4 separate regions of the Mus musculus genome follow, and all the other regions are linked to region 1. Evidence: chromatin contacts called from public HiChIP or PLAC-seq data. All regions are on one chromosome and are shown on one strand. The core of a region is the stretch at or near the end of the contact, and the rest is flanking DNA. Distances in the headings are between cores, read along the strand shown.

The links. HiChIP or PLAC-seq counts read pairs in DNA pulled down with a chosen protein or histone mark.
Region 2: a contact with region 1 is called in an H3K4me3 HiChIP or PLAC-seq map of the SCID.adh cell line, with 12 read pairs. The contact joins the enhancer-like site here to the promoter of Il12rb2 in region 1. A contact is called at or near these places in 2 of 39 promoter capture datasets (embryonic stem cells and macrophages), 1 of 15 datasets of contacts at CTCF or cohesin (CD8 T cells), 3 of 484 Hi-C or Micro-C datasets (DN3 thymocytes, Th1 cells and epidermal suprabasal cells), 6 of 115 datasets of contacts at active chromatin or transcription factors (CD8 T cells, the SCID.adh cell line, bone marrow-derived macrophages and 2 more) and 1 of 9 other capture datasets (adipose tissue).
Region 3: a contact with region 1 is called in a BATF HiChIP or PLAC-seq map of CD8 T cells, with 6 read pairs. The contact joins the enhancer-like site here to the promoter of Il12rb2 in region 1. A contact is called at or near these places in 1 of 39 promoter capture datasets (embryonic stem cells), 1 of 15 datasets of contacts at CTCF or cohesin (CD8 T cells), 1 of 484 Hi-C or Micro-C datasets (bone marrow-derived macrophages), 2 of 115 datasets of contacts at active chromatin or transcription factors (CD8 T cells and the SCID.adh cell line) and 2 of 9 other capture datasets (adipose tissue and macrophages).
Region 4: a CTCF HiChIP or PLAC-seq map of CD8 T cells shows a contact between it and region 1, with 21 read pairs. The contact joins the enhancer-like site here to the promoter of Il12rb2 in region 1. A contact is called at or near these places in 1 of 39 promoter capture datasets (macrophages), 1 of 15 datasets of contacts at CTCF or cohesin (CD8 T cells), 2 of 484 Hi-C or Micro-C datasets (Th1 cells and macrophages), 5 of 115 datasets of contacts at active chromatin or transcription factors (CD8 T cells, the SCID.adh cell line, effector CD8 T cells and 1 more) and 1 of 9 other capture datasets (liver).

The regions. Positions count from the first base shown.
Region 1 is chr6:67,372,881-67,379,031 of GRCm38.p6, forward strand. It overlaps Il12rb2 (interleukin 12 receptor, beta 2), which reads right to left and starts at 3,308. Exons shown (of 16, transcript NM_008354.4): 1 at 3,155-3,308.
Region 2 is chr6:67,432,015-67,438,165 of GRCm38.p6, forward strand. It overlaps Il23r (interleukin 23 receptor), which reads right to left. Exons shown (of 11, transcript NM_144548.1): 8 at 2,591-2,677. Among named protein-coding and RNA genes, the nearest start is that of Il23r, 57 kb to the right of the region's middle. Within about 2 kb of position 3,732, at least 20 of the 459 cell types and tissues checked have an H3K27ac peak or open chromatin away from gene starts, as enhancers often do. A contact at or near this core is called in the SCID.adh cell line, where this site is marked.
Region 3 is chr6:67,316,096-67,322,246 of GRCm38.p6, forward strand. It overlaps Il12rb2 (interleukin 12 receptor, beta 2), which reads right to left. Exons shown (of 16, transcript NM_008354.4): 9 at 96-312. Among named protein-coding and RNA genes, the nearest start is that of Serbp1, 52 kb to the left of the region's middle. Within about 2 kb of position 2,201, at least 16 of the 459 cell types and tissues checked have an H3K27ac peak or open chromatin away from gene starts, as enhancers often do. A contact at or near this core is called in CD8 T cells and the SCID.adh cell line, where this site is marked.
Region 4 is chr6:67,410,283-67,416,433 of GRCm38.p6, forward strand. It overlaps the pseudogene Gm4761. Among named protein-coding and RNA genes, the nearest start is that of Il12rb2, 37 kb to the left of the region's middle. Within about 2 kb of position 3,294, at least 2 of the 459 cell types and tissues checked have an H3K27ac peak or open chromatin away from gene starts, as enhancers often do. A contact at or near this core is called in CD8 T cells, where this site is marked.

The DNA of each region.
Region 1 (6,151 bases), core at 2,058-4,557:
ATTGAAAAGAACAGAGAGCTCTGAAAAGATGAAGTGAATACAGCTACCGAGCATGCAAAAGTGTCCAACAACAACAAAAGGCAAATAAAAATCACACTGAAATTCCACCATCACTGAGTCAGGATGGTATAAGAAAATAAACAATGACACAAGGAGAGCTAGCAAGCAGTTCAGAGGTAAAAGTGCTTGTTGTACAAGCCTGAGAACCTTAGTTTGATTCTTGGATCCCAAAGAGGAAGGAAACAGTCAAGGCTTACCTGTTCCCCCTGACATGTGGCAGGTATGTACATGGGTACACACAAGCATATACTACTACTATTACTTATAATAATAACAAATTGTAAATGACCAAACTAGGTAAGGTGGAACAGACTTGTAGCTTCAGCACTCAGGAAGCTGAACCTGGAAGATCACTACAGCCCAGGAGTTCAAGGCCAGTGTGGAAAACACAGCAAGAAGTTCACCTTAAAAAAAGAGTGAAACAAATCGAGCAAAATAGAAGAAAGAAAACAAAAAACTCAAAGAATACAAAACAAAGAACAAAGAAAGATGACTGAAAATAAAACCAAAGCAATTAACATTTACTGAGAAAATTAAATCATGAGGCTGGGGAAATGCCTTAGTGGTTAGGGGTGGGAACTGCTCTCGAAGAGCCCCTGAGGTCAGTTCCCAGCACCCATGTCAGGCAGTTTACAACAACTTCGAATTCTAGTTCCAGGGCTTCTGCACACACACACACACACACACACACACACACACACACAAACACACACACACTTAAAAACAATAAAAATAAATAATTTTAAAAAAGAACATGAAATCAGCTGCAAGCTGTTTTTTCCTTACTTTATTCCACAGGGCTTTTTTTGGATACCCCAGTGCTAAATCCCACTGTGTGGCCAGTGTGTGGAGGCAGAGTCAGGGGGAGCATGTAGGCATTGGTTTATCTCTCTCTTGAGCTTTGGGAAGTCCCACAGGTTTGCTTCATCTTGTGACATCATCCTCTGCCTTTCCATAAAGTGAGAGGATCTTAAGACTGATAGCCATCCCACCAGGTTTCTCATATAAATAGAGAATGCCACTGAAGTTTCTGATCTAATAACCTACATGTCAACATCTCTGCCTGGCATTTACTTAATGAATGCCTTTTCTAGATGTTGTAATAAGGAAACAGACTCTGATTAATCTGAACTTGATCATCTTTTCTGGCCTTTGTTAACAAGTTTTCACTACACAGAGCATATAACTTAGTTGTTAATCTTAATTGCTCTACTACACAAGGGAACTAGCAGCATTTCTGCACCGAGGTGACATTTGCTATGATAAGGTGACACAGGAAACTTAGGAGCAGACTTAGAGTCAGACTAGAGTTATGTTCCAAGCTTTTCCTTCATCCCTCCATCACTCTAGGTGCCTGCTAGCCTAACAGCAGTTCTTACGCTGCCCATTGCAATTCTTTTTTTTTTAATATTTTTTTTATTACGTATTTTCCTCAATTACATTTCCAATGCTATCCCAAAAGTCCCCCATACCCTCCACCCCCCCCCCCCATTTCCCTACCCACCCACTCCCATTTTTTTGGCCCTGGCATTCCCCTGTACTGGGGCATATAAAGTTTGCATGTCCAATGGGCCTCTCTTTCCAGTGATGGCCGACTAGGCCATCTTTTGATACATATGCAGCTAGAGTCAAGAGCTCTGGGGTACTGGTTAGTTCATAATGTTGTTCCACCTATAGGGTTGCAGATCCCTTTAGCTCCTTGGGTGCTTTCTCTAGCTTCTCCATTGGGAGCCCTGTGATCCATCCAATAGCTGACTGTGAGCATTGCCCATTGCAATTCTAAAGGGACTAGTCTACACACCTCATTTATTTTCAATGAGCCTCAGTGTTCCCTTGTCAATGCCACAACGTAGCTAACCTGAAGTTGGATGGTGTCTGCTCTTATCATTCAAACCTGATCTTTGAAAAGTGCCCCCTGAGCAGCTAGGTCAGTCAAGAACTTTGCAGAAGACCGGGAAAAGACGTTTCAGTATCAGCTGACAATTCTCACTGTGTGGCTTATCCACGGAATAAGAAATAAAATGGTCCCTGTGCCACAAGACCATTGTGGGGTTAAAATGAGATGCTCTTAAGCACTGTACCGAGCATACAGCAAGCGCTCAGTAGATAACGCTCCTATTCCCATGCTGAAAAGAAAAAGAACACCATTCCATTTTTTCAAGGTCATAGTTAAAACTTAGGTAGGTAGCCTTTAAGCATCATCTAGTTCCACTGAAACATTAATTTGATTAAAACAAGGTATATTGTTATACCTTTGACATACTATGATATATGTTGATATACTTTGATATAAGTATCTCTAATTATAACTTTAAAGGAATGAAGTGGGGTTTCTATTGGCTATAGTGCCCACCAAGTGTAGTGAGAAAAACGGATGTTCAATTCTTATTTCTATCTTAAAAACAACAACAAATGCTGTTTCCCTGTGCAGAGTACTAGAAACTTCCAACAGCAAAGGAAACCAGATCTCCTCTGTGATTTGGTGGTTACATATTGAAAGCAGTGACGGCAACAATTTGCTAGAGAACAAGCCAGGTGCAACAGCAAGAAAGAGAGCCCAATACTGAGAAATTATTTGCAACACTTACTGTTCTAAGATTCTTCTCTCCTAAAGTCAGGCTGAAGTTCAGTTTGCCATCCTATCTAACCACGGAGACATTTAAGAGCCATGAGGAGTTTATCAGAGTATACTCCATGCCTAACAAATGGATTGCTGAGGATTCATTGAATCAGGCGTGGGGGATGCACAGGAAAAGGGGGACTACACCCATTCCTCACCGATGGAGAATGGGAATCCAATCTCTCCCCCCTCCTCCCTCTAACTTCCACTTTTAAAACAGCACTTCATTCTGTAACAAGAAGTGATCCCGTGCTTCAGTGTGGGCCTAGGCATAATTGGCCCTAAGGTGTGGCTCCCCACCTTTCTACATCTTGGTCGAGGGCACCTACCACTATCCTCATCCCAGGGAAGCCTGTGGGGCTCAGTCTGAGGACCAGTCAGTGCCCACGGGTGAAGGGAAGTCAGTCACTGGACCTCAGAGCCCCGGTTCTCCTTACCGGGTTCCTCTGCGCTCGCCCAAGTGCCTCCACTCACCAGAGCTCTTCCCGCGCACAGGACGCAGAGAGGGATCCTGGCACCCGCTAGCCTAGCGCAGCGCCATCGCTGGAGTCCACGCGGCAGTGTGGACCTCCGGTGCAGTGGCCATGACAAGTGTCCAGGCAGAGGTGCCCGGCCCTCGGGGAAGTCCCTTCTGCGCTCTCACCACGCCCGCCACTAGCCGCAGAGGGAGGGTTTAAAACTAAGTGAGAAAGGAACCAAGGCGTGTGACCCCAGTTGCCAGCACCCAGCGTGCTTAGTGCGGTTCTGAGAAAAAAGGGAACTTGCCCAGTGCAGGAGGCGTGTGCCACAAAATGACAAGGCTGACGCGCTAAACAACTCACTTACCAACTCATTAACTAGCATCTCAGTTATTTAAAGGTGACTTTAAGGACATATAAAACGGAAAGTGGACTTGAAACAAACAAAACACACTGGAGAAACTATTTTTTATCTGTGTTCACACTGACAGTTCAACATGCTTAACTAAACCTTTTCTTTCCCTCATTATAAGCAGATAAACATAATACAATTTCATTAGCACATGCGTTGCTGCTGTTCCGTTATCCCCGCATTGTCCCCCGGCTCCCCATGCCACCAGCTAGATTTAGACCCCAGCTTTTCTGCCTCCTAATTTGCCAGGCGTTAAAATGTGGAAAAGTGCATATGTAGAATACACAACTTGCAAATAGATTGTGCCACATGTAATTTACATTCGCTAATAAGTTATTATGCAAGAACTACAAAAAGCTTTAAAATTTCAGATCAACACTCCTTTGTAACAAGATGGCTCAGAGCTGTGGAAATCCTTGGTATAGCAAAGTTAGCTGAATTGTCTTAGTCAAAAGTAAATAATGTAAATCAGATGTACTGCCTCTCTCCGGTAATCTTAGGCAGGAGGGCTTTAGTAAATTCCAGGCCCACTTGAGCTATGGAGATAGGATTAAGTCACTAATTATTTTTAGAGTAACAAATATTTCAAATTTGCGATTTTTCTGTAATATAAGATTATTCACAATATGCTACTTAATTTTTTTCTGCAAAATATTTAAAAGCCCAAATTTATGGGTTTAGTGGTGACAGCAAAGTAATATATACACCAAGTGAGAATAAGCTAAATAAATAATGAGTAAATAAATACATAGTAGCCTCTGGTTAGTTGAAAGGACAGCTGGTGATATCAGAGATGATATGATATTAAAGATATAGTGGTCAAATATGAATGATAACTTTGTGCACTCTATGGGTTAGGTTATTTTTCAATAGCTTCATTTAGCTTATTAACTATTCATTTATGCATATAATAAAAAGCAGCTGAACATATATTAGAACTGGTTTTGAAAATCCCTTTTTATTTTCTGAAGGCGTATACAGTCTAAAATACTGAAAGACCACTGGTTACAAACCTCCATCTATATAGGACCTTACCTCACTACTACCAGATGCTAATTGCTTTAAATATTCCTGAGACACTTCATTTACCTTACGGCCTAAGATGTGAAAGTTTAAGAGTCAGGTTTAAATTTGATTGTGAAGCAAGAACATCAGCTATTGAGAATACAGCCTTCTTTGGTTTTTATATTTCTCCAGAGGCAAATCAATAAGGTGGTCTCTCTTCCATAACGTAGAAGAATGTTTTCAGTCTATGTCTGTCAATTAATTTAGAATTCAGGTCAACTAAGCACTTGTGCCAAAAGCTATGCATAAGAGTGATCCTCTCATGCCACTCCGTAGGTTTTCAGTTCCTAGAGCACAGGAGTGCCGTGCCCGTGCCATGTCTGCCCTCCTGCCTCTAGCACTGCTGTACTGGAGGGCACAAGGTGGGGAGCTCACTAAAGTTTTATCGAGTTGAATTAGCTCTTTTCAAAAAGAGCTCATTCTCTTTGGAATGAAACAATTTCTAGGTATTTAGAATTTTCAAAACTTTCAACAGAGTTAAAAAGTTGTTGAAGAACTACACTATTCTTAGCGAGTCTGTGACCATTTCACCAGGGCAGAACTTCTATGTCTCTCCCTCCATTCTCCTCCTCCTCCTCCCCTTTGAAGGTGGCTGCTTGTTTAGTTAGAGAGAAAAGAGAGGCTTGCTTGTGTGCTTCCTAAAAAGCAAGACTAAGACAGTGGAGGCAGTTCATGTAAGGCAACAGAAGCCCAACACGTCATCCAAAATGTCAGCCTGTGCCTGTGATGAAACTCAGCTAAGTTCATAACCACAGTGGCACTCACAGAGGCTTTTCTAGGAAACGGCTCAGTTTCCATTTCTGACGTGCTTTTATTCCTTCAAATCTTGCTTCACCATTGACACTCTGAATGTCCATACTTGACATTCTAAGAGTAACTGAGATGTCCTCTGCTTAAAGTGCCCCAGATAAATATTAACAGGTGGTTGTCAACATGGAGATTGCAAATATAAGATAGTGATGCTACTAATTAAACTTGGCAAGAAGGTGTGGTAGTTTGAATAAGATTGCTCCATAGGGAACCAACATTCAAATGTATAAGCCTATGCGGACCTTCTCATTCAAACCATCATAACTTGTGTCAACATAAGTTTAACATTTTACATACAAAGAGACCCAGATCTAAAATTAACCACTCTCTTTGTTGCCTTGATTTCAGTAACTTTTATTTTTAACAATATTCTCTAAATTATTGGTTTCACTTACCACTCCAATAATGTTAAATCAAATATAACTCCTTAATATGCTTGTGGTATCAAATGTTGAAAAGGAAACACACACACACACACACACACACACACACACACACACACACACGTATATATACACACATATAATCTTACATTATGCATATATGAAGGATCTTAGAGCCTAATAAATCCTGGTCTTAAAATATAGTCAAAACTTCTTTTAAATTCATTTTTATATGATTGTTGTTGTTTTTGGAGACAGGGTTTCTTTAGGTAGCCTTGGTTGTCCTGGAAATAGTTCTGCTGATCAGGTTGGCCTCGAACTCACAGAGATCCTCTTGTTTCTG
Region 2 (6,151 bases), core at 2,482-4,981, 60 kb after region 1:
CTCATTGGGTTTGTCTGACAGCTGAGAATTCCCAACTGCTGTGACAATGTCTAAGAACGCTAAAGCCACAACAATATCATTTTTGTAGCCTTTTCTGTGAGGCAAAATTTATCTGTGACTTCTTACCATTCTTCAAAATGAAACTTTACCTATGAAAAAGCAGTAATTCTACTTAGAATAATATATGCTGTAAGAAAGAAATAAAAATTGCTACGTCTTTCACCCTTCTAAAAAAAAAAAAACACCCTTTTATGTTCTGAAGTTGAATTAATCTCTTTAGATCTCCCAGTATAGTTTATCCAACATGTGTTATTCATAGGCTTATTACATTTTCTCTCTAGAACAGAGGAAAATAGCCTCAATATTTTTACATCTAGATGATACTTTAGATATGACTTATCAGTTTGGAACTTGTGGGGGGGAGGCATGCTGAGTAGCTGCCTCCTTTCCTTTCTTCTTTCATCCCTATCTCCCTTTCCCAGTTCTTCTTTTTTTTTTTTTAATAATTAGCACTGGGAGCTACTGGACCCACACTAGTCACTTCTCTGCTCCATTCACCTGGGTGTCTCCAGGCTGCCTTTTCTCATCTTTAAACTCATCTGCCTGTGAACTTTAGTCTGTTTCAAACTCTCACAGACTAGGGAATTCGTATTCTTCCTAGGGCCAAAGAATTATTATTGAACATTCTAAGCAACTAATGAGGCTACAAGTTGCTGCACACCCTTGAGCATTAGAGCTTAGGATTAGAGAAAGGATTATCAAGAAACAGGGTGCCTGGTGTAAGGAGATAGGAGGGACCAAGAGCCAAATTGAACTCTGACATTCATCAGCTCAATGACCTTGGGGAATAATTACAAGCTTGTTGAGATTCACATCTTATTTTTCATAAGACACAGTACTGTCTATCTAATGGAGCAGCAGTGAGTCCCCAGCCTCGAAAAATTTCACAGAAATTTCAATGTGCATGTCTACAATTAGGAATCTGTACGGGGTTGTCTTTCCTGCTTCATGTTTTTTTTTTTGTAACATGTAACATTTTGTTGTTTTGTTAATAGTTTTTCTCACCTATCTATCAAGAGTAGAAGCTTTATGAAGACAAATGCTTTTCTTTTCTTCTCTCTCTCTTTCTTTCTTTCTCTCTCTTTCTTTTCTTTCCTTCATTGTATTTCCCGTTCCCTCCCTCCCTGCCTTCCTCCTTCACTCCCTCACTCCCTCCTCTCTCCATCCCTCCATGCCCACTTCTTTGACAAGGTCTCGTGTAGCCCAGCCTGGCTTCTAACTTGCTATGTATCTTAGGTTTTGACTATTGCTTTCTGCTTCTACCTCCTTATTGCCAGGATTATAGGGACACACCACTAGGTCCAGTTTTGTCCATTTGTTTCATTGCTAATTTCTCATTACCCAGTACAGTAGCTGGTACATAGTTACTTAACACACATTGGTTGAATAAATTAACAAAAGTGCAAAAATATCAATATGACCTGAAAGTTTCTTCTTTAAGACCTGTTAGATTTATGGGAAGTAAACTGTTTACTAGTGAAATAGTCAGGCTTCAAGTCTTTCAATGGCAAATTTCAATTTAGGTCTAGTTAAATTTGCCCACTGTAAAGTTTTATCTAATATTTTTACATGCCTGAAACATTTAGATGTGTCCATAAATTAAAAAAAAAATACCAGCCATACTATCAAACAAAGTGGGAGCTGGTTCATCTAAGAGAAAGAGCACAGACTTGTGTACTTAAAAAAATAGAGCTGAATGTGGTGTCTCATAATCCCAGCATTTGGAAAGCTGAGACAGGAGGCTTGCTGTGGCTGGGTGTGGTGGCGCATGCTTTTAATCCCAGCACTCGGGTGGCAGAGACAGGTGGATTTCTGAGTTCTAGGCCAGCCTGGTCTACAAAGTGAGTTCCAGGATAGTCAGGGCTACACAGAGAAACCCTGTCTCAAAAAAAAAAAAAAAAAAAAAAAAAAAAGAAAAAAGGAGGCTTGCTGTAAGTTGTAGGACATTTTGGAACTGGGCTATAGTGTGAGATCTTGTCTTGAAAAACACCTGAACAAATTAAAGGAAATCACAAAAGTAATATTTGCATTATTTCTAATAGCTTTGTATATTTGAATATTTTTCAACCTTCCTGAATTTCAGCTTCCCCATCTATGAAGTAGATTCATGGCATTTATCTCAACATGTTGCTCTTGAGATTGACAGATGATGTATATACAATCCTAGCACATGGTGGGTAGGTAGCATATTTTTAAAAAGACATTTTTGGGACTTGAGACCCAGAGCCTACTGAAATGACAATGTAATCACCTCACTACTACAGCAGACAGGCACCTCTGAACGATTGCTTGCATTCAGTGTAAGCACATTTTGAATGTATTTTCCCATAGAAAGTAAGTAGTTGTTGTTTTTCTAAGAAATGCTGACACATTAGTTTTGGTGTGGAAGTTATCTGCTGAGGAACTGAGGATACCTCAGCGAATATACATGTGTACATACTTACATATATAGATAGATACATACACGTGTGTGTGTGTGTGTGTGTTTGCACGCACACACTCGAGAGTGTGAGTGTGTGCATATGTTTACCTGAAGCAGGATGTCCTCTGAAGATTGTAGCACTGAGCATCTCCATCTTCTGAGGTTCGTGGGATGATTTTGCTGTAACCTGGGAAACTTGAAACAAGAGTGTCAGCATTTTAGGTCTTAGCATTCAGATGGCTCATTCTCCCGAGACAGTCTTCTCTTGATTGGAAATGATTAAACTTAATCATTCTAATAGGTTCAGAGGGTGAAATAAAGTAAGGTTTCAGATGTGTACATTTTCTTATTTCCTTTTCAGTGACTACATCTCAAAAGAGGAACTTTTGCAAGGACAGTTAAAAACTACACCAGGCTTTAAAATACCAATGTGGCTAGCAATTTCTCTTGGTTTCTAGGCAACAAATACCAAGACAATACCAAGATAAAAATTCCACCCAGCCACAAAAATGCACAATAACTTGTCCATGCTTGGTTTCTTCAAATTGGTGATGCTAAGAAACCTAAGCTTCTTTGACGGTTTAAATTGTGTCACCTCTGCCTTTGGACAGTCTCTGGTTTGGCTGCACTAAGATGAACATTTTTGTAAGTGGATATTTTGGGTTGCAATATAGAGGTGAGATGTCACTAAGAATTCTTCTCTTCTGCTTTCCTGCTCCTGTGGTTCTTGGCCAGCCCTGTCTAGCCATTACACTTTCAGGGCTCCAGTAATGAAAGCTTCAGAATTGGGTGGGGTAAGAAGGCTTGGCAGTTAATTTACTTTAAGTCTGAATTCAAAAGCATTCCAGAGTAAGCTCGCCCATCTCCTGCTTCCTAATCATGGGAAGCAGCCAAATGTGACTTCATGGCCACAGTCTTCAGCCTTGGCAGAAGACAGCTCTGAAGGAGGATCTTAGTCCAGCATCCCTCAGCTCCCAGCTATCCAGCTACTCCAGTGTCACTTTTCAATCTCAACCTTCTGAAAAAGTGTCTTACACAGCTCGAGCTGTTCCTGTTGTCAAGGCTTATGGGATAAAGTGTGGGTCATGGGATACTTGTTTAAAAAATGGACAACGCATATTCAAATAAAAAATTCCTGTATGGACCTTTACAATCATTTGAAAAAAGCTAATTGTATGCTGGCAACATAAAGGCAGGTTTTCTGTAAACTACGGGCTGGGGGTTTTAGAAGATGAAAGCATCAGGAAACTGTAAGGACTCTCTTGTGTTTTGACAGAAAGAGGAAAGTATTTCCTGTGAGTTATGGCAATGAGAAATTGTTTTGAGCTTCTCAATATTTGCTAAGTCTCTTCTGAACCCTAGCAAGTGATTCTACTAAATTCTAAGTGGTGAAGGTTATGTAGTCATGGCCAGCAGCCAGGTTTGCTCATGTAGGAGAGCAGTGGTAATTCTCACTACTCAAGAAGGACTTGCAGCCACATGCTTTCGGAATTTTAAAAGCAGATATAATACAACATTAAAATGCAGAATAATTTTCCCTTTGGCAAATGCAGAGGTTTACAACATACATGGATGTTATTTTTATTTTTACTTTTATTATTTGAAAACTATCATTTTTATTTAAAAATAATAAATTGTGCTTTTTATTACAATATAATATAATTTTGTTGTATAAACTTCAGTTGCTCTGGCAATGAAAAGGTTATGGGTTACTGACTTATATGATATGGAAACAACTATATTTCACATTTATTAGCATTAATGAGTAGATACAATTTTCCTTTGGAGTCTGTTATCATAGCTTCAAATCAATGAGTTACACACATTTAAATTAAACTAGTCATTTAAAAGAAGTGCCTAATTATGAGAGGGTATTTTTACCAAGAATTAGATATCTGAATAAAATAACTTATAAACAGAACTATTAGAGAAGAAATCGTCTATGACAATTTTCTTTTAGCATAGGACTGAAATGAAGCCACACGTTTGCCATGTTATACTGTCACCAAGTGGCTAGTTGGTTTCTTTATAAATCATACTTAAATTTTTTTTTTTTAATTATAAAAGCAAAAGTTATGGTGATGGTATTGTAACAGGAAACAGAAGTGTGAAATAAAAATAACCCAACTCTGCCCTCTTAATTCACCAGCTATTAGTATTTTTAGTACTTTTAGGTATTTTAACATATGAAAGCACTCACAAATAGGAAGCCACACACAGACTCTTTCACAGGTGTAAAACATTTATGTCAGCTTTAACCACCAGGCCATAGCTAACAAGCTGGAAAATCTCATGCTATCTCTGTTATCTCTTTATTACCTGTGGGATTCTGCTAATAGTGGGACAATTCTGTCCTTCAGTAGAGTGTTACGCTGGATCACAGGATATATTTGAGGATATTCAGAAACCCAGATAATTCCTAATTTGGAAAGATTTTTTTACGTAGTTTACATATACTGACATGGAAAATAAGAGTGATCCTCCTAGAAGGCAGTGTGTCTGGAAAGAAGTTAGATTGTTTTCAGTAAGAATAGTTCCTTATCCTTAGGCAAAAAGCAGAGCATAGATATACTATTTAGCCCAACAAATACCAGGCTAAATTAACCAAATCTACTCCAAAGGACTGGTTTTGAGAAAATGTATTCTATTTGTTTCTTAGTGTTTGGTGCCAAATGATCTCCTTGGCTGTTCATTTTATGTTCCCCTCTGGTAAAGTGTCATCACTGTGAAGCAACTGTTCAGTGCCTTCCAATGTGTTTCAGGTGACATAGTGGCCCTCACATGCTCTCTGCTGAGCTTCACAATCATGTGAAAAATTTCATCATAACTAAGAATTCTGTCTACTGAATGATTGAAAGAAGACTTAGACATGGCCACTGACTTACTAATGTCACCTAAATGTCAGTTGAAGAGTGGAACTTCTTGCCTAGTTTTTAGATTTACTTTGTACTGGTCACTAGTCTCATGAGCTTCACTTTTGCATCAAGACAGCTCAGGGTGGTAGACCCACCAGCAGTCTGGCCCCAAAAGAGAAGGCATTGCTTCTCTGGGGACAAGTCACAGTGTATTAGCACTGCCTGGCCTCACAGGGCTCTTGATCACAGCACAGTGTGTATTATGGAGTTAGAGCACTGAGCAGTGAATACTTCAATCTTCAGACTGGTTATTTTCTCCAGATGTTTTTCTTGATCATTCAGTAAACACACTAATTATAGGAGGCGTGGAAATTACAGAAGATTATGGAGAGCATACAGGATTTCAAAACGTAGAGACACTTATTGTAATAGTTATTAACTATAGTTCCCACATCAGTATCCTATTGGAGACCATATGCTTTGACAATGTCACCATGTGTCTTTTTCATTCAGCATTATATAATGAGCACTGCCTCATTACAATTACTCAAAACACACTTATGGTTTCTTAATACTGATCATGATCATACAATACAGTATCAGTTCAATCACAATCCTGTTGGGAAATTTTTTTTTTGAATGCAAACTGTTGACATAACTCCACGAGTTGGAATTACATAATCCCAGACAAATCATTAATTTTCCTTGTGACTTGTGATCTTCCCAGTAAAACTGGAAATCAGCCGTGCTTTGCTCAGGAATTTTTATGACTTGGTTACTGTTCTATTGCTGTGAAGGGACACCACCATCAAGG
Region 3 (6,151 bases), core at 951-3,450, 58 kb before region 1:
GGCTACTCATACCAGGCTCTGGCCTTCACCTGCAGGAAGCAAAAGGTGAAAGAGACAGTTTCCCACAGGTAATGCTAAGGTCAGTGTGTACCTACCAGTGCCACATAGGTCCACTATGTTAATGTGAGTGGGTGCAGAAGCGCCTTTTGAGTTGGCTGCAGACACTGATGCCGTCCAAGCCCCAGTTCGGGGGATGACCCTGGTCCAGGAGGTGTGTCTTGTAGTATTCTGCAGTGTTGTTTTCTTTGTCACCTCTTGTAACGTCACCTGATAGTGGAGGATCTTCCCCCTTGCCTCTGATGGATTCAGACTCTGTAACAAGACATATACACACATCCTTACTCTCAGACAAGAGCATGGTTGCTCTCGGAGGCTGGACTGCCCGGCCCTGCTGCAGGTGACTCTACTGTATGACTTTTTTATTTATATCTTCCAATCTCCACTGTACACTTTCATTCAGTGATTCACATCTTCACACTTTCTTTTTAGTAAATAAAGTTAAACCAGTGAACATTTTAAAAAGATAATTCTTCAAAAACACATTGACTTTCCTTTCTTCACAAAGTTTACTAATGGTAAACACAACTAATAGGAAAAGCGTGGGATCTGAATGTAGAGGGCTGGCTCTGAGCTGTGACTTTATCATCTCTCAGTTCTTGAGGCAAACATTCACTTCTTCCGGGTTTCTGTTTTAAAATTTGTAAAACAACAGAGAGAGAGAGATTCACAGAGACACACAGAGAGACACACAGAGAAAAACAAACACAGAAAGCATGGGCATGGGTGGGCGGGCGGGTGGGGGAGAGGGTGCTTTTCTACGTATAGAAAATGCAATGCTGCTTGAAACAACCATCCCAAGACTTCCAGGAGCTAAACGAGTAAAATTGATGCTTAGGAACTTGAATTAGCCATCTGTGCTGGGAAACCTAGTTCCAAACTGCAAAATTTTGATTGAGATCATTTGGGAACAAACCTACAAAGTAAGCAGAAACTAACTGATATTACTCTCCAGTCTGTACAGTGTTTTGTCCAATGGTCATGGCAAATGAAAGCACAGACTAGGAAGAGTTGTCAGGTCTAACCCTGGCAGTGCCCATGGCTACCTACTGCAGAAAGAAGGCAGGGCTTACAGGTTTTAAGTGACATAGTTTTCTGGGCACAGCTATCCGTTCACGGCAGGAGACTCTGTCCAAGGTCCAGCCAATGCCCTTGCTCTGGTTTCTCACTTACTAGGAGGCCGAATAATGCAGTTTCTCTGCCCAAAGAGTTTGAGCTGACACGAACATATGGCACACGTCAGTTCTTTCACTTTAAGTGAACAAACCAGCTTTCTGATTGTAATTTGGATTTGGAGACATTTAGCACAGGAGGAAGACTGTTCTGGTGTGCTGAGTCAGGACTTCCGCTGGCCTAGTGGCTGCATTCTTACTGTAAATTAATGAGCGCTCAGCTTTGTACATTGCTGTTTCTGGGAGCTTAGTTAATGTAAGATGCAAGTCTGTTGGGGGAAACTCTTTGGTCTCCAAGTACTGGGTGAAGACAGTGCTGCTGGGGAACTCTTGGAGACAATTGAGCATTGTCCTGAAGTCATCTTTTCAGGTATCCATTACAATCAATCTCACTGCCTGTTTGAAGATTGTATAAGCAAGTGCGTGTTTTTAATCATATTCCCCAGTTGTATATGTGTGTACGCGCGCCTGAGCACGCGTTTGTCTTTTTTTTTTAAACAGGATCTCACTGTGCAACCCTAGCTGATTTAGAACTCACTACATAAACCAGGCTGACCTCAAATTTGTGTTAGCCCTCCTGGGATTATAGGTGCGCACCAGCAAGCACCATATTAATAAGCCTGGCCTTTATCAAAGGAGAAAGAGAACATAGATGAAGCAAACGCTGGTGCGGAAACCACCCTCTGGCAGGAAGGGGGCGTTTCGTGAACAGTTAACCTGAGGAAAGACTTGGTGGGGGAAATCAGACAGTCTGTGTTAGATACACTTGTCTTTGAACCTATAGGGCTGGCAAGGAAGGATGGTGTAAGAGACAGCTGAGGGGATGCATTTCTGGAACGAGCGCTTGCTTCCATCTGTAGTGTTTTTTTTTTTTTTTTTTCTTTTCTCCCTCTGCTGTGATGTATTGCTCCTAAGGCCTGAGACAGTGAGGTTCAGGCCACCACAATTTACAGATAGAATTCCCCGTCACCTTTCCAGCCCAAAGTTGCAAAGCACCTTCTCCAGCCCAGAGGTTATGACCCATTCCTACACACAGCGTCAGCTAAGAGCCTGAGTTTAGCAATTTGGAATGGGTGAGAATACGATTTCTTTTTCCCAAGAGCCAAAAGGCTCTGAATCATAGGAGATGAACTCTGAAGATGTACGACTTGCCGAGCCAATTGGCTCTGTAGATAAATGTATTTGCACTCCAGTGGCACTCGTCTGAGACGGTGATAAGGGAGAGAAAGAACAGTTTTTTTTTTTTTTTTTTTTTTTTTAACCATGAGCTTTACATTTCTTGTCATGTTTAGGTCTTCTCATTTCCCATTCTGAGGAGTGAGCCCAGGCTGCTGCGTAATTAGCTCAAGCCCTACCCAGGGAGAAGACATATGAGAGCATAGAACGCCCTCTGGTGGGCAGCGGCGAGCAGCGTTATCTGGAGTGTGCAGCCCTCAATCTTGGTAGGGTTGCTAACACCTGGATCTCGTCTAACAGGGTTGAGTGTGGACCTCAGGCCAATGTCCATACATGATAAGAGCATGCTACAAGACAGTGCCATCCTTTTGATTTCCTTCTCCAGTTTTCTCTCTTCACTGTATGGAAACACTGCAAATGAAGAACACCCTGGCTAATCCTAAGGTAAAGGCTCTCAGAATCAAAAATAAACTTAGGGAACAAAACCTGAGACCGTCTTAACACCTAAACATAAGAAGAACAAAATTTGACATATCTCAGAATGTGACACACTTGATTTGAATTTTTTAGTTAAAAATCTACCAGAGGAAGGCACCTCTGAATGGATAAACTATTTATTATTAAGACTTAGATAAAACCTGTTGTATTTATTTTAAAGTAAAGCTTGACCCCTAGATGCAAACGAGGCAAAGAAGGAAAACTAGGTGGCTGTGTGGCACAGTGGACAGAGTGCTGGCTCTAATGTCAGAAGGGAAAAACTGTTAGAGTTTGGCTAATGTCAAAGAAGAGCAGCCCCTTCCAAAGCTCAGGTGTTTGGACGCATTAGGCACAGTTCTTCTTGCTTGGATTGTTGCTGGTTTTGTGCATGTGTGACGCTGGGGATTGAGTAAGGCCTTGTGCGTGCTAGTATGGGCTCTTCACACTGAGCTGTATCCCCAGCCTCCATGCTCAGTAGGAGGACCTTTGGTTTTCTCACTTCTCTGTGTAACACCTGTTACACAGAGTTCCTTTTCATCACTCTGAGACAGAATATCCCTACTTTCAAAATAAGGATAATAACATCAACTCTTGGCCTCTCCTTTGGCCCTCTTTGAAATTTCTACTGATGTTAGGGCTATATACAAAGTACATAGAATTTGTGAGTTGAAAACTGAATATTGGGTTGGCAGGATTCCTCAGTGGTTAAAGAGGTATTTGCTAGTATGCCTGATGATGTGAGTTCAATTTCTGACACCCACATGGTGGAAGGAGACATCAGGCATCCACACTATGAATGGCACATGCACACAACCTCAAATAAATAAATATAGAAACAACAGCAGCAACAACAAAACCAAAACAAAACCCCCGCACAAACTTGAGTACCTTCATTTTGGAATTCATAACTTATATTCAGCAACCCTAGTACAAAGTGGAGAAATAGGAAGCAGTCATGCTGTTGGTTTGCCTTACTGAGATGAGGGTTCACTGTGTTGCCCAGGATAGCCTTGAGTTCCTAGGCTCGCTGATTGCCCCGAATCAGCGTTTTTAGTAGTCAGGACTGTAGGTGCATCACAGTCCTATTCTAATTTTGATTTAAAATGTTAAGCATCACTCCACGATCTTCCATGCCTCTGTTCTTCCTCCCCTGCAGGCTATCAGCTCACTTGACATCCTCATGGGTTTGAACAAAGCTTGCCTCATCACAGGAAGGCTGCTCTCACTTTCTCTAATTACCTTGTGAATCTTCATGATAGTCTCGTGCCCTGTACATTAGTATTATCTTAAGTTAACTCATAATGAAAGTATGTACGGAGAGGCTAAACACCTTGCTTAAGAACACACGAGGTCCACCACTATTTAGCTGCAACAGAGTCACATAGAGACTCCTGCTTTCTCATTAGGTCAGAGGCTAGAACTCTTGCTAGCCCTGGCATATCCCTCAACTGCCACAGAATGAGTTGAGACCCTGATTCCTCAGGTCAGTGTGGGAAGCCACATGTGCCGTTGCTGAGTGGCACTGACTACTGCTGGCCACCATACATAAGATTGGACAAACAACCAATGTGTACATATGCAGTAAAGTTTTTTGCAAAGACACTGCCTGGCCCAGGCATGATAATGAGGTTCTGTAAGGTACTGAGAGTATAACCAATCAGATGAGGAACATGCAAATGAGGCTTAGTGCATAACCAATCCGGGTATGAGACACGCCTCTCCTAGGCCTATAAAAGCAGCACCAGTTCTGGGCTCGAAGTCTTTTCGCCTCTGCAATCAAGCTCTCCCAATCAACGTGTGCAGAAGGATCCTGTTGCAGCGTCGTTCTTGCTGGTCGAGTCCGGTGCGCGCAAGAGGTCAGCAACCAGCACCCTTAGTGACCCAGAACTCCAAACCCCAGCCATATAGAGAACCTATCTGCTTGTCTGGTCACTGGCCAGTGCTCCTGCTGACCCAAAATTTCACCCCCACCCCCTGTCCCAGGCGATACATGGAGATCACTGCTGCTGATCACTTTTCAGAATCAGAGGCTGACACTCCTGCTAATACTAGTACCTCATCCTCAACTGCCACAGAGTCAACTTGCTTGTCAGATCAAAGGCCAGAACTCCTAATGATCCTGATGCTCTACCACCCCACTACCACAGTACTGCACAGAGATCCCATCAGCTCCTTAGGTCAAAGGCTAGTAGCTCAGCTGACTCTGGCACTCTCTCTCTTTGGTACTACAGGATCACATTGAGTGCTGGCTCATGAGGGCAAATGCCACACTCCTGCTCCTGAGGCATCTCGCTTGTCACCATCTTGCTTTTTGCTCGCAAAAAGCAACCAAAAATGAATAGAAGTGAAATATTAAATAAGGCAAATAATAAGAAAAATCTCAGTGGAAAAACCTCACCCATGGAATGGACCACGTGGAGGACAAAATATCAGGGCTTGAGAGAAGCTATAAGGCTGCATCATTTAATTCAAGAAACTGATTACATTTTATTTATAAGATTTACTTATTATGAGCGTTTGTTTACATGCATGTATGTATACTATGTATATCATATGCATGTCTAATACCCAGGGAGGTCAGAGCAGGCATGGATCTCCTAAAACTGTGTTTGCAAATGGAGGCATGTGGGTGTTGGGAACTGAACCTCTGTCCTCTGCAAGAGCGACAAGTATTCTTAAAAACACTGAGCCATCTCTTCAGCCCAAGTGACAAATTTTTAAAAGCATAATCTTTGTGACACTTTCAAATGGTCACTATATGTACTTTGGGGATGGAAGAAAGAGAAGAAAGCCATGCCAAAGGCGTAGCAAATATAGAAACTTTAAAAGCCAGAAACACAAGCCAGGCAGTGGTAATGCATGCCTTTAATTCCTTCACTCGGGAGGCAGAGGCAGGCAGATCTCTGTTAGTCTACAGATTGAGTTCTAGGACAGTCAGGACTACAGAGAAACCATGCCTTGGAAAACAAAATAACAAAAAGCCCAAAACACTTGGGAAGATATATTCAAGCTGTGGACGATCACAGATGCCAACCCAAGACTACCTATACCGGACAAAACTGTCATAATTAAAGGAAAAAGAAAAGCTCCCCATAAAAAAGCAAGCTAAGGAATTTATGAGCATTAGGTCAGCTCAACCGAGGATATTGGAAGGGAGATTGTGGATGAAAGAGGAATAAACATTCAGGAGGCTCCAGGAGGTGGGATAATGATGCTAACCGTTGCTCTGTACATAAGGACTAAGAACACTGAGCGCTGCACAACCACAC
Region 4 (6,151 bases), core at 2,044-4,543, 37 kb after region 1:
TTCTTTCTCAGTCTGTTTATCCTTTGTGTGGAGAAAAGCCATTGATTTGTTTGAGTTAATTTTATATCTAGCTACTTCACTGAAGCTGTTTATCAGGTTCAGGAGTTCTCTGGCAGAATTTTTGGGGTCACTTATACATACTGTCCTATCACCTGCAAATAGTGATATTTTGAAGTCTTCCTTTCCAATTTGTATCCCCTTGACCTCCTTTTGCTGTCTAATTGCTCTGGCTAGGACATGGAGTACTATATTGAATAGGTACGGAGAAAGTGGGCAGCCTTGTCTAGTCCCTCATTTTAGTGGGATTGCTTCAAATTTCTGTCCATGTAGTTTGATGTTGGCTATTGGTTTGCTGTATATTGCTTTTATTATGTTTAGGTAAGGGCCTTGAATTCCTGGTCTTTCCAAGACTTTTATCATGAATGGGTGTTGGATTTTGTCAAATGTGTTCTCAGCATCAATATCAGAGTATCAGAGTAATTTTGGTTTCAAAGAATGAATTTGGTAGAGTACCTTCTGTTTCTATGTTGTGGAATAGTTTGAGGAGAACTGTAATTAGCTCTTCTTTGAAGGTCTGCTAGAACTCTGCACTAAACCAATCTGGTCTTGGGCTTTTTTTGGTTGGGAGACTATTAATGACTGCTTCTAGTTCTTTAGGGGATATGGGACGGTTTATTCATTAATCTGATCCTGATTTCATTTTGGTACCTGTTATCTGTCTAGAAAATTGTCCATTTCATCCAGGTTTTCCAATTTTGTTGAGTATAGCCTTTTGAGGTAGGATCTGATGGTGTTTTGGATTTCCTCAGGTTCTGTTGTTATGTCTCCCTTTTCATTTCTGATTTTGTTAATTAGGATACTCTTCCTGTGCCCTCTAGTTAGTCTGGCTAAGAGTTTATCTATCTTGTTAATTTTCTCAAAGAACCAGCTCCTGGTTTGGTTGATTCTTTGAATAGTTCCACTTGGTTGATTTCAGCCCTGAGTTTGATTATTTCCTGCCATCTACTCCTCTTGGGTGAATTTGCTTCCTTTTGTTCTAGAGCTTTTAGGTGTACTGTCAAGCTGCTAGTGTATGCTCTTTCTAGCTTCTTTTGGAGGCACTCAGAGCTATGAGTTTTCCTCTTAAGAATGCTTTCATTGTGTTGCAATAAGTATGTGTATGTTGTGGCTTCACTTTCATTAAACTCTAAAAAGTCTTTAATTTCTTTCATTATTTCTTCCATGACCAAGGTATCATTGAGTAGAGTGTTCTTTAGCTTCCATGTGGATGTTTGCTTTCTATTATTTTTGTTGTTATTGAAGACTAGCCTTAGTTTGTGGTGATTTGATAGGATGCATGGGGTAATTTCAATATTTTTGTATCTGTTGAGGTCTGTTTTGCAACCAATTTTATGGTCGATTTTGGAGAAGGTGCCATGAGGTGCTGAGAAGAAGGTATATCCTTTTGTTTTAGAATAAAATGTTCTGTAGATATCTGTTAAATCCATTTCTTTCATAACTTCTGTTAGTTTCAATGTGTCTCTATTTTCTTTTTCCATGATCTTTCCATTGATGAGAGTGGGGTGTTGAAGTCTCCCACTATTTTTGTGTGAGGTGCATTATGTGCTTTGAGCTTTACTACAGTTTCTTTAATGAATGTGGCTGCCCTTGCATTTGGAGCATAGATATTCGGAACTGAGAGTTCATCTTGGAAGGTTTGATCTTTGATGAGTTTGAAGTGCCCCTCCTTGTCTTTTTTGATAACTTTGGGTTGAAAGTCGATTTTATTCGATATTAGAATGACTACTCTACCTTGTTTCTTTGGACCATTTGCTTGGAAAATTGTTTTCCAGCCTTTTACCCTGAGGTAGTGTCTCTTTTTCCCTGAGGTGGGTTTCCTGTAAGCAGCAAACATTTGGGTCCTGTTTATGTAGCCAGTTTGTTAGTCTATGTCTTTTTATTTGGGAATTGAGTCCATTGATATTAAGAGATATTAAGGAAAAGGAATTGTTTCTTCCTGTTATTTTTGTTGTTAGAGTTGGGATTCTATTCCTGTGGTTGTGTTCTTTTAGGTTTGTTGAAGGATTACTTTCTTGGGTGTAGTTTCCGTCTTTGTGTTGGTGTTTCCCCGTTATTATCCTCTGAAGGGCTGGATTCATGGAAAGATATTGTGTGAATTTGGTTTTGTCATGGAATTCTTTGGTTTCTCCTTCTATGGTAATTGAGAGTTTTCTGGGTATAGTAGCCTGGGCTGGTATTTGTGTTCTCTTAGGGTCTGTATGACATCTGTTCAGGATCTTCTGGCTTTCATAATCTCTGGTGAGAAGTCTGGAATAGTTCTAATAGGTCTGCCTTTATGTGATACTTAACCTTTTTTTCTTACTGCTTTTAATATTCTTTCTTTGTTTTGTGCATTTGGGGTTTTGATTATTATGTGATGGGTGGAATTTCTTTTCTGGTCCAGCCTATTTAGAGTTCTGTAGGCTTCTTGTATGTTCATGGGCATCTCTTTCTTTAGGTTAGGGAAATTTTCTTCTATAATTTTGTTGAAGATATTTGCTGACTCTTTAAGTTGAAAATCTTCATTCTCATCTACTCTGATTGGTCTTCTCATTGTGTCCTGGATTTCCTGGATGTTTTGAGTTACGATCTTTTTGCACTTTGCATTTTCTTTGATTGTTGTGTCCATGTTCTCTATGGAATCTTCTGCACCTGAGATTCTCTCTTCCATCTCTTGTATTCTGTTCCTGATGCTCGCATGTATGGTTCCTGATTTTTTTTTTTTTTTTTTTTTAGGATTTCTATCTCCAGAGTTGTCTCTCTTTGTGATTTCTTTATTGATTCTATTACCATTTTTAGCTCCTGGAAGGTTTCATTCCGTTTCTTTAACTGTTTGGATGTGTTTTCCTGTTGTTCTTTAAGAGATTTTTGTGTTTCCTCTTTAAGTGCTTCTATCTGTTTACCTGTGTTCTGCTGTATTTCTAAAGGTAGTTATTAACATCCTTCTTAAATTCCTCTACCAGCATCATGAGAAGTGATTTTAGATCAGAATCTTGCTTTTCCGCTGTGTTGGGGTGTCCAGGACTCGCTGTGGTGGTAGTACTGGGTTCTGATGATGCCAAGTAGTCTTGGTTTCTGTTGGTAAGATTCTTACATTTGCCTTTTGCCCTCTGGTAATCTCTGGTGTTAGATATTCTTGCTGTCTCTGGCTGGAGCTTGTTCCTCCTGTGAATCTGTAAGCCTGTGTCAGCACTTCTGAGAGCCCAGCTCTCTCCTGGAGAGACCAGTGGACAGAGAACTGCTGAACAGCCCCACCTCCTGGGTACAAAGGGAGGCCTGTAGGATCCTGTCCCAGCTGCTCTGCCGCTTCTGTGGCCTGTGCGCTCCTGAGTAGACCTGGATTAGAGTCACAGGAGAGAAAATGGCATCTCACCTGAGTCCTGGCATCAGACACTACCTCCTAAAATTCTTTTCTGTGTGGAAACCACAAATCCAGGTTTGTCCTAAGTGAGGATCCCCAAAAGTCTGGGACTTCCCAGGGTGCTGATGGTGACAGTGTGGTGTTGTCTTTGTCCTTTATTGCTGACAACATGACCTTATCTTGGAAAAAGACGTCAAATCTTTAGGAGTATTAGAAACCACAGTATTAAGGCCTTGGAGGGCAGAACTCCATTCAGCTCAGTGGGCTTCTAATGCCCCTGTCTTCCTATTGCATGTTTGGAATGTATGTTTATTGAGTACAGTGGCAATGCCTGCAGGTATAACTACTCCATAGGCTGCAGCAGGGGGATTGCTTGAGCCTTGAAGCTTGAGGCTAGCTGGGGTACCAACTAGTGAGATCCCAACTCAATCACACAAACACATGACTCTACTTACCTTGCTTGAGGTGCATTTTTTATGATAACGGTATAGCTCTAAAATAAAACCTTTACTTCACAATTTACTGCTATACTTCCCTTTTTACCTTTTATAGTAAAGTTCTTAGGCAGACCATTTTGATATTGAGTTGAGGGAGCTCATGAGGCCTCACCCTCCCCGAAGATATATATGTAAAATTCATGATCGTTGGGGAAAGTTGGCATTTATTTATTATTATTATTATTATTATTATTATTATTATTAATTATTATTTTTACCATGAATGACACTTTATTCAGTCTTTTTCTTAACAACTGAAACTCTGGGAATTCAAAATTAACATTCTTGCCTGCGAGCTTCTTGTACACACCAGAAAAAGTTTCGACCTTGTGTTCCATGTTGCTCTGCTGTACTTTGTCTAAGTGAACTTTTATGAGCTGGTTGCCATCCGGTTTCACACGGATCCTCTTACCCACACTTTCACTTGAAAAGACTAAGTCCTCAAGGATGGCGTCGTGCACTGCTGTCAGTTTGCAGCTTCTGGGGCGCTTTTGCTTATTTTTCGTACGGCTTTTCCGGGTTGGCTTGGGCAGAATCCTCCTCTGAGCAATGAAGACTGCATGCTTCTCACTGAACATTTTCTCCAATTCACGAACTAGCCGGACTTGGATTTTCTGGAAAGATTTAAGGGGAGGAACTGGTACAAAAATTACGATAGATTTCCGACCACCACCAACTTCAATTTCCTTGGCTGCGGTGATGGTGAGTTCCTGCAGCTGCGCCTTGAGATCGGAGTTCATCTCCAGCTCGAGCTGCGCCTGAGAGATTCCAGAGTCGAACTCATCCAGCGTCTTGCCATTGAGCTTCACAATCTTGTCTCTCGAGGTGAACATGGCTTCGTCCTCACGGAGTGCCTGGCTTAGAAAGAGGGACAACTCTCACGAGAACAGCACACATCCGGGTGGCAGAAGGCATTTTCTTAAGTAGGGTAGCCATTGGTAAGTTGCTGATGCTCCTGTATTCAAAATACTCATGCTCCTTTGAGGAACTCTAATGAAACTTATTACATGATAAAAGACATGAAAGTAGATGGGGACCAGCAGGGATGAGGAAAAGAGGCAGCCGGAGTGGCAGGTGGATAAGAGATGATGACAGGGGGTGGATCTGATCAGACTACATTATATACATCTATGAAAAGGCAGCGCTGCAACCCATCGGGTATAAGTACAGCTAATATATACTAATGAAAATGAAAAAGTTGGAAGAAACATGTCTTCAGGCAGGATGTGAAAAGTGAAAGAGAAGACTCATCGACTGCCACACCTCGCACGCAGGCCCTGGTGTTGGACTACTCATGATTTCCTTCCTGTGCTCTGAGAGAAAGCTGCTAATTTTAGATTTGTCTTTATGGTCACAGTCAGTACTTATGGTTTCTTAGCTTTGTGTTGTTTTGCTTACCTTTTCCTTTTTCTGTTATACAGCTCATCAGGAATCTTCTTACTGCTCAGAGCAAAAATGGCTCATTTAAGATCACATTCCTAACATTTACTAAAGGCAAATCACAGAAACAGACACTAGCCTGTATTTTTGAGCGTAAGGGTGAATGGAATGTTTCTTCAGAGCCATGATGGGAAATCTACACATGCAAGGTGGAGAGTCACTATCTTGAGCTAGGATGACTATGAAATTAGTAAAATGGCTAAAAGGGCCCTAACGTGAAACATTAATTGGGATTTAATGGTTAACCTTGGCAGTGAGAAAGATACATAGTATCCCTCTGTCCAGCCTCTGGTAGCTCTCTGTAATTTTGCCCTAACTGTGGTATTCACAGAAGTTGTACAATCTAGTCATGAATCCGAGTCTAATTACTTTATATTAGCATCATGCTTTTTCCTCAGAGAGAGCGATGGTTTATTTTTAATCAGCTCTTATATGTTAAGTCAATAGTGTCTGCCAAGTGGGCAACAGTTGCCTTTAAAGCACATTTCTCTGCAACTGGCATAATTACCTCACACAGAGAGAAGCCTCAGCAGGACTTCATAACCTCTGGGTTTATAAAATCTAATTATGTTCAAAATACAATATTTTATTTTCACTGATCTCAGAAAGAGCCCAAACATGAACAAAGCCAGACTAACCACAGAGTAACTGGGGAGCAGTGAGGTCCTCTCTGCATCCAATCTGCCCCATGCCAGCTGTCTGAGGGAGAAGCCCCGCTTTGCTCAGTCATCATGTCACAGAGAAACGTGGGGGTATACTCTAGATAATCTTTTGGACCGGTCCACTTGACGTTAGGTAAAACCTCTATTTAGTC